3 separate regions of the Mus musculus genome follow, and all the other regions are linked to region 3. Evidence: chromatin contacts called from public HiChIP or PLAC-seq and promoter capture Hi-C data. All regions are on one chromosome and are shown on one strand. Each heading gives the region's core, a stretch centred on a gene start, on an enhancer-like site or on the middle of the called end of the contact. The rest is flanking DNA. Distances are from core to core; before and after follow the strand shown. Region 1 holds the start of Drd4 (dopamine receptor D4). Region 2 holds the start of Rnh1 (ribonuclease/angiogenin inhibitor 1). Region 3 holds the start of Psmd13 (proteasome (prosome, macropain) 26S subunit, non-ATPase, 13).

What was found. Promoter capture Hi-C pulls out the DNA fragments that hold promoters and counts their contacts. HiChIP or PLAC-seq counts read pairs in DNA pulled down with a chosen protein or histone mark.
Region 1: an H3K4me3 HiChIP or PLAC-seq map of embryonic stem cells shows a contact between it and region 3, with 2.5 times the contacts expected there. The contact joins the promoter of Drd4 here to the promoter of Psmd13 in region 3. A contact is called at or near these places in 4 of 39 promoter capture datasets (the C10 cell line, embryonic stem cells and hippocampal neurons), 1 of 484 Hi-C or Micro-C datasets (embryonic stem cells) and 1 of 115 datasets of contacts at active chromatin or transcription factors (embryonic stem cells).
Region 2: a contact with region 3 is called in a promoter capture Hi-C map of liver. The contact joins the promoter of Rnh1 here to the promoter of Psmd13 in region 3. A contact is called at or near these places in 23 of 39 promoter capture datasets (the 3T3-L1 cell line, 3T3-L1-derived adipocytes, the C10 cell line and 16 more), 2 of 15 datasets of contacts at CTCF or cohesin (the NIH/3T3 cell line and embryonic stem cells), 9 of 484 Hi-C or Micro-C datasets (B cells, CD4 T cells, CD8 T cells and 6 more), 28 of 115 datasets of contacts at active chromatin or transcription factors (the 230-238 cell line, the SCID.adh cell line, bone marrow-derived macrophages and 17 more) and 5 of 9 other capture datasets (adipose tissue, embryonic stem cells, liver and 2 more).

What each region holds. Positions count from the first base shown.
Region 1 is chr7:141,290,481-141,293,607 of GRCm38.p6, reverse strand. Drd4 (dopamine receptor D4) reads right to left here and starts at 1,590. Exons shown (of 4, transcript NM_007878.3): 1 at 1,295-1,590. The coding sequence starts at 1,570.
Region 2 is chr7:141,167,597-141,170,301 of GRCm38.p6, reverse strand. It overlaps Rnh1 (ribonuclease/angiogenin inhibitor 1), which reads left to right and starts at 1,366. Exons shown (of 10, transcript NM_145135.3): 1 at 1,366-1,626.
Region 3 is chr7:140,881,065-140,883,815 of GRCm38.p6, reverse strand. It overlaps Psmd13 (proteasome (prosome, macropain) 26S subunit, non-ATPase, 13), which reads right to left and starts at 1,422. Exons shown (of 13, transcript NM_011875.4): 1 at 1,250-1,422; 2 at 238-316. The coding sequence starts at 1,344. It overlaps Sirt3 (sirtuin 3), which reads left to right and starts at 1,947. Exons shown (of 7, transcript NM_001127351.1): 1 at 1,947-2,053.

The sequences.
Region 1 (3,127 bases), core at 341-2,840, 410 kb before region 3:
TAGAGGGAAGGGGGCATACAAGCCCGATGTGAGCCTGAGACATGTGTTGGAGACAGAACGTGCAAACAGACCTGCCTCTTGACTTAGGTCTTCTTTGGTTATGTGAGAAGCTTGGGTAAGACCCAGGGGGGTTGATAACATCTAGGGGAGAGGAGGCCCTAAATTCTTAAGCCTGGCCCCCTAAACACAAATCCTACCCACCTCCAAGACTCGAGTTATCCTCCCTGCATGAACTGTCACTGCTGTGGGGCTTTGGATAGGTCTCTTCACTTGCTGGACACATGGCAATTGTCCTGAGGACAAATGTGTCCTAAAAATACAAAGACCTCGCCGGGCTGTCTGTGAATCTGCTGCACGGAGTGTTCTTTTTCAAGGGCAAAGGAGCACACAGCCGTCTCAAACCAGCCGTCCCCAAATCCCTTCACACTGATTTGGGATGATTATGAGCTTAAGAATCATCACAGTGACGTCTGTGCCTTGGGGAGGACCTGGGGTCAAGTGTGGCCACTGGCCTCTGCTCCAGCTCCAGAACTCAGGGTCTTCTTTAGAAATACCATTCACCCCACCCCACCCTGCCCAAACCGTGGGCAGATAAGAATTGCCAGTAACCACAGCAGACCCACCTACGAGCCAGACCTGATCTGGGGTGTCTGTGTTCCAGGAGTCTCCAAAAGGTCCTGAACCCACTCCCTTTAGCGGCCCCTCAGGTTCAGTATCCTGCCCAGGCCTCTCTGCCTTCACCCTTTGCTGCTCCGAGCTCCTGGGAGCTGGGTGGCTGCAGGCTTTGGGCTTCTTCCGAAGGGTGAGAGTGAGCTGGCACAGGCTGGGGTGTGTGTGTGTGTGTGTGTGTGTGTGTGTGTGTGTGTGTGTGTGTGTTCCCAAAAGGCAGTAGTCATCGGTAGTGATGCTGATGCTGCGTGTCTGCACTTTCGCCTGTCTAGCTAGCTGTTTTTTGCCACAGGCTGGGGGATGCAGCATTTCTGCAGTGGAAGCCAGGGCTTAAATAGGAAGGACAATTTTCTGCGATTCTTGGTTTTAGGGACACGAGTCCTCTCTGGGTAGGTAGCTCTCAGACAGAGTAGGAAGGAATCCAGAGGATGGTAGGGTGACGGACAAGAGGAAAAGTAGGCGAAAGATTCTGAAGAGCGGGAGAGAGTGGATAGTCAGGAGTGAGGAGACCTGACGTCCCTGCAAACACCCTGGCTCAAGGTGGCTGAGGGTCCAAGCGCGAAACTGCGCTGGGGCTGGGGGGCTGGGAGCAGTGGAGGTAGGGGAAGAGCGCACCGAGGCTCACCTCGGAGTAGACAAAGAGAGGCAGCACCAGCACCGCGAGGAGGAGGTCGGCAGCAGCCAGGCTCACGATGAAGTAGTTGGTGGGTGTCTGCAGCGTGCGCTCGGAGGCCACGCTCACGCACACGAGCGAGTTCCCTGCCAACACCAAGCCGATGAGCAGCACGCCCCCCACCAGCGCCGCCGCGCCCGCGCCCCCAAGCCCGGCGCCAGTCCCCAGGGATTCTGGCCCACGCCCGGCCAACAGCCCACCGTCCTCAGTAGCGCTGCTGTTCCCCATGGTGCCACTGCTGAACCCGCTCCGGGAGGCGCTGAGCCTGGGGATTTGCAGGCAGGGGCTACCCGGAATCCCGCCCCCAGCGCGTCCAGCCCCGCCCCGCCCCGGCTTGAATTTCTGAACTCTAGGAAATTGGCAGAGGGAGAAATGCTTCAATTCAAGAGAAATGAGCGAAGTGACTGGCATAAAAAGGCTAAGCAGCGGCTGATGTGTCCCCTCATCGGGGCTAGTTTGTGCTTCCAGAAACCTAGGTAGAAAAGCAGGTTGTCTGGACCAGATTCGTCAGAGCCAGCCATCCCATCCTGGCCAGGAGACAGGCCACTAAATTACCTGTCAAAAGCGGCTCTCCAAGATACCTTGGAGGATGTGGAGAACCTATCTATACTCCTGCACTGGGGTCCTTCCCACGTGGGAAACCATCAGCTCTGGTTCTGGAACAGGTTAAAGGCTCCTCGCCTCTTTCACTAACGGTTCTGGGCTTAGCAATACTGAGCAGCACACCAAGCTCATTCTCTGTGGGCAGATGTGCAGCAACTCTTGGGATCCAGGCCTTGGCTGGCCCTACTTTTCTCACCATCTCTCTTCCCAAGTCTCCATCAGTCAGTGCTTAAGCGGACCATGGTGAAATTGATAATTGGCACCTCCAAGGCCCAGTCTTAACTTTTTATCTAATATATTATTATTAATTTTATTATTGTTGTTGTTGACTTTTCAAGGCAGGGTTTCCCTGCGTATGTCCTAGAACTTATTCTGTACAGCAGGCTAGCACTGAACTCAGATCCTTCGGCCTCCCCTCTGTCTCCGGAGTGCTGGAATTAAAGAGTGTGGACCACCATGTCTGGTTCAGCCTTAAGCCTTAACCATCCTCTGTGGGCCGCTGAGTGGTTACCCCACTTCCTATCTTGACCCTCAGCTTCCTTGCATTTGATACTGTATGGCACGCTGACTACCAGGGTTACCTGACAAGGACTCTCTGAGCTGAGAGAACTCTCACATGGGGGCTCTTTTCCCAAGCCACATCTGGAGGCCATACTTTTCTCTGTGCCAGCACAGGAACCTAGGCTGGAACAGGACAGCACAGGTTGAGAGGACACTGTAGAATCAGGACAGGAGAAGAGACAGCAGCAAGGACAGTCCCTGGAAGATTGGGAGCCCTTGCAGTGAAAGTACCTGGGGACTATGCTGATGAAAGAATTTTTGTATATGGGCTTACTAATGCTGAGAGAGATTACCTGGAGTCCTGTGACTAAAGGGCTATCTTCAAGTGGAGGTAGACTGTAGTTGGTATTTGCTACTTTGTGGGTTCTTCTCTCTCCCACCCTTTATCTCCCCTCCCCCTGTTACACCCCCTATCACTAGATGGGAGGAAAAGAAAGAGAGAGGGGAGGTGGGAGAGATCCCTTTATTTCTTCTTTGAGCATGACTACTAGACTACTAACAGACAGCATCCAACCCCGGCTCCCCCAAACATCAACCACCACACCCCACCTCTCGGGGCCCTGGCATTTATATAACTGAAAAGTTCCCAGAATTCCAAACATCACACAATTGCAGAAACTA
Region 2 (2,705 bases), core at 117-2,616, 290 kb before region 3:
CAAGTTTAAGTACATTGAAGGGTACATCAGAGAGATTGGTACAACAAGAGGAAGGAAGCTTTTCTGTAAGTCCAAGATGCCAACTGATGACATTCTTGGCTTTTGGTTAGTGGAAGCTACTGGTCTGCTAAAGGATTCCAAAAGGATGCTGGGTGTGGTGACACTTGCCTTTCCTACCAGCAGTCAGGGGGAAGAGGAAGCCACATCTCTGTGAGTTGTAGGCCAGCCTGATCACAAGATATTAGTTGCAACACAGGTAGGCAAGGAAGAGCTGTTCTAGAGGGGTAGAACTAGCCCAGGATAAGGCAGCCTCTGGAACTGCACCAGCCCAATTTCTCCACAGCACTGAAACTCTAATCAGCCAGTCTCTGTAGATACAGCTTCTTTTCAGGAATTCTCCTTCATGGCAGCAACAAATAAAGGCTGGCTGGCCAAAGTTTTCCTTCTAATTGGGCAGGCTTTAATCTTTCCCCAAAGAACTGATCCCCAACTTCACAGGTCAGTTGTTGGTATTGGTTCCATGAGGATGGCTCTGCAGCGATGAAGATTAAGCTCTGTCTGTAGTGGCCACTGCACAGGGTTTATGAAGCTGAGTTCCAGCCTCTTTTCTTGCCTGTCTCTTTGCCTCCTTCTCTCCCTTCAGGGCTCCCTGTCCCAGGTCTTTTAGGGAACACAATTCCTGATTTCCTATGCTGGCCTGCTAGACTCTCCTTTACTTGTATTATTAAAGTTCCCGGAGGGACTCAGAACAGCATCTGGCAAATGACAAGTGTTTAACAAACACTTAGGTGGATGGATGCCAGTTCCTTGGCAAGGGTGTGTGTGGCCATTTGTGCAAGAGAGCAGGGCTCCTGAGTGACAAACTCTCAATGCTGACTTTTTCCACAGTGCTAGAATCCCAGCACTCAGGAAGCAAATCTGCATGTTCAAGGCCCTCCTGGGCTACACATCAAGACCTTATTTCAAAAATACAGAAACCAAAAGCAAATCCTATAACTTGGGAGTATGTTACAAAGTTTAAACATGGGCTGGAGGGATGGCTTAGGACACTGCTCTTCCAGAGCACCCAGGTGTAGTTCCCAACACCTGAATGGTGGCCATTCCCCAAGAATCTGATACCCTCTTCTGGCCTTCCTGGGCACGATGCACAGATATATATGCAGATGAAGCATTCATATATAAACGATATTTAAGACAAATATCAGAAATGCTTAGTGACGAAATGCTTGAGAGCCCCATGCATCAGAGGCTCTCGACATCCCAAGCCCTATCCCCAGGGAGAAAGGCTGTTCATAATGAACACTGTTCTAGCCATGAAAACCTGGTCGGCCTGTAGGAGAGATGGGTGTGTTCATACCAGAAGCTCTCATCACAGTCACACCCATTTCGTGGCAGCTGTGGATCATTTTACGTATTTTTAGTCAGGCTCAAAGAAGTGACTCAGGTTTGTCAAGTTCTGTTCCCAAAGTGCAGCCTGCATGTGGGAGGGACAGACCTAGTGGGCGGTCTCCAGTAGGCAAAGTGAAAGGCTAGTTGGGGCCAGAGAAAGAGAAGCGGCGAAAGTCTCTACGCCCCGCCCTGGGCGGAAGAAAACGGATCGTCTGGGACCTCTTGCAGCGGCACCAGGTGAGCAAGGGCCATGTTCCGGGGCGCCCGGCTGCCTTTGAGAGTTTTTTTCGGGTCCCTTCCTGGCCCTCTTAATACGTGGCAGAGCGGCTGGACCAGAAGGTTTGAGGGATCAAAAAATTGGGCGGGGGCGGGATCACGGGCCCGGCGAGTCTCTGAGGCCTGTTCCTCCCTTAGGGTGACACATTTGTGCCTCAGAGGAGCCTTGCTTGGTGCTTGAAGGCTGACCTCATAGCTCCGTCGCCAGCGACCTGTTCGCTCGCTCACTTTAAGGCCCAAAGAGGGTGTCTTCAGATCCTAGGATTAACCCAACAGCTAGGAGCAGCTAGTTAGCAATATCCAATCACATCAAAGCAGAGGCCTGAATCATGCTTCTAAGCCAGGCTGGTGGGACCTCCTGCCTGGTCCCAAGGCCAAACAGGGGGAGGAGTGTGGGAGAAGAACCAGCTGCCTGGGTTCTTTCACATCCCTTGCCCCTGACCTCAGATGATCGTCAGGACTGGCTGGCACCCTGCCTCCCATAAAGTCCAGTCCTGTGCTTTCCTCAAAGGTAGATACTCTAGGACCCTGTAGTCTGTAGTGCATAAGAGAGCAGGTGTGGGTTGCACCTGTGACTAGAAGTACTGTAGCTACCCCACCCCAGTGGCAGTGCCCTAGTGATGACTGGCTTTGGATGACACATCTGATCCAGGCAGTGCTGGTTTTACTCCCTGGCGAGTTGTGGGTGGGGCTAACTGGTTTCTCCATGCCCTGGCTATATGTCCACAGTGAGTTATCTCTGCCGTTGCCTCAGTTTTCCCTGTCACTAGCCCTTGTGTCAATATGTGTAAAGTGCTCCTGGTTAGCATTAAGGGGGTATCCTCCTAGCCCTGGGAAGGAAGGGGAAGACCCCGTTAGTAAAGCCATGTTGTGCCAGGCACTGTAACTTCACACAGAGCTGTTTGCCAGTTTCGGTAACTGTTATAGAGAGCAGCTGAAGTGACTTCTGTTTCTCTTAAACAGAACCTAGTACCGCTCTCCCTTCAGTGCTAGGAGCACAGCACTGATCTCTTCTTTCAAGCCTTCCAGGATACCCACAT
Region 3 (2,751 bases), core at 173-2,672:
AACCAAGCAAGCAAAAATTGTCTGGAGACGTGGCTCAGTGATAGTTTAAGAGCATTTTGAAGACTCAAACTGGGTTCCTAGCACCTACACCAGTTGGCTTACAACTGCCTGCAACTCCAGTTCCAGGAGATCTCTTCTGGCATCCTTGGGCGCACACACGTTAAAAGTAAATAAAAATGAATAATAATAGTTTGTAATTATATTCAACATCGTCTGAGCTGTCTGGTAAGTCATTACCTTAATGAGACCATCTCCTTGGGCAAAGCATGGGTCCTGCACAAAATCAAGCACCTCAAGTGTCAGCTGATGCCACAACCTACAAAACAAAAAGCCCTCAGTCCCACATCCTAATGTGAAGAAAAGGATGCCTTCAGCCTTGACGGTCCCATCAAACACCAAGTATTTCCCAGGTCCCACTGCACAGCCAGGAGTTAAAGCAAGCGCCAGCCAATTCAAGCCTATTTCTGGACTGACTTTGCTTGCACCCCCTAGTCACTTATCCTTTCAAGACTCAGTTTTCTTAGGTAACACTGGAGAACACTTTTTGAGACAGCGTCAACTCCCACTCTGAGTGTCAACTGGAATTCCAATGCCACAACCTACAAAACAAAAAGCCCTCAGCCCCACATCCTAATGTGAAGAAACGGATGCCTTCAGCCTTGAAGGCATTGGTTGTGACTTTAGAATTCTACAGCTATATTTTGAACTCCATTCTCTCTTACTTATTAGCTGAATACCTCACAGAATAGAAAACTGATATTCAATCTTATCTGTCAATAGGAAGGATGAAATAAGCCAATACTTTAAAAAAGCCAATATATGAACCTTTAGGACACCGAAATAGCATACTTCATACCAAGACTAAAGGATAATATTTAATAATAGAGATAAAAGTGTTTTGAAAAACACAAAATGTTACACCATATATAGGCAGGTACATACTAAACACTGAAAAATTTCTCTTGAAATCACTAAGAGTTTTAACTGCTGGACATTGTCATGTGGAAAGGTTCTGAGGAAGAGGTGTTTTTTCATAGGCAAATTCTTATATCAAAGTCAGCAATTCGTAATTGTTCTTATCAAAGCTGGTAAGGCTGGAACGCAGGGAGTCTAGATACAGAACCCTGTTAACAGCTCTGCTCCTAAGGCTATCTCGACCCCTTTCCTCCACATCCCTGACCCTCCGGACTGATCAGAGCCCCTGGCCCTCCCACAGTCCTCTCCCTCCCGCCCCAGCCTCGGAGCTCACTTCTTCGTGTACAGCTCTTCCAAACGGTGCCAAACGGCAGCCTGGCCCGGCCCGGAGCTCTGACTCTGCTGTAAGAAGGCCGGCACATCCTTCATGATTGCAGAGAGCTGGGAACAACACAAGCACTAAGCAGTCAGAACCGGCAGGGATGGCGCACGGAAGTGCTCGCTCACTTCCGGCACCGCGGGCGCGCGGGGCATGCTGGGAGCGTCCCACTAGCCTCACGGGTTGCGGTCGTCAAGGTAACCGCGTTCTTGACTTCCGCTAAACTTCTCCCGGGTTTCTGGCCCTGCCCTTGAGGCATTAAAGAGTAGAGGTGCCTGGGGACAGCTAGCCACTGACTGGTCACGTAGCCTCAAGCCTGCAGACTTGGGTCCTCTGAAACCGGATGGCGTTTGGCGAGGACTAGGTGTGATGCAAATCGCTCAGAGAGCATTAGTTATCACCCGCCTACTCAAGGAGGTCGAGAGCGGCGTAAAACGATGAAATCTCCCGGTTTGGCTTCCCAACCAATAAGTCAGAGTCCCACAGAGGGAGAAGCTGCCAGCACCAGGCATAAACACAGCCTTCCACACTTCGGGTTATCGTGCGGGGGCTGGGCTGGGCTCGGCCGAGGGAAGGCGCCGGAGGGCGGCACTTGGCCAGAGGGGGGGCGGGAGTAAGAGTGCCGAGAGGGCGGGGCTTGGCTCACGGGGGCGGGGATTCGGATGGCGCTTGACCCTCTAGGCGCCGTCGTCCTGCAGAGCATCATGGCGCTAAGCGGTCGACTGGCATTGGCCGCGCTCAGACTGTGGGGTCCGGGAGGTGAGCCACGGCAGGGGAGACACGGGATCTCGCAGATAGGCTATCAGCGGCGTTTTAGGGGCGGGTAGCTGGAAGCAATTGTGGGAGTAAGGACCCGGCAGGCGCGCCCTTCTACAAGGTTTTGCTGACCGGCCATCACTACCTTCTCCTTAAAGGTGTTTTTCTATGTAACTATTGCAGCACAGTCTTTGAAATATTTTATAGAAGTTCGTTGTATGGATGTCTTATAATTTATATCACCATTTCCTTATTGAATACTTTCTAATCTTGAATTATTACAAATAACGTGATAAATAAACGTGTTTGCACCCCATTTGGACCACAAATTCTCAGTAGACAGCCTTGGGTAAGGTTACGTGGTTTGTATTATTTTGAGACTGGTCTCTTGTTCAAACTGGCCTTCAGCTGGCTGTGTGAAGGAGGATGACCTTGAACTCCGGATCCACCTTGCTTCCACCTCCCTCCAAGCGTCGGAGACTACAGTCACATGCCACCACATCCAGCTGTTACTTGTGTTTTAATTGTCCCCCATAAAGGTTGTGAAACTAAAAATTTTTACCAACAGTCATACTGTCTGCAAAATAGTAACATGTCTCATAGAGTCCTGAGAGTGATCAATAATAGGGATATTTTCAGTTTGAAATAAGTGAGTATATTAAGTTAGAGAGAAATCATCACACTGCATATTCAAAAAAAAA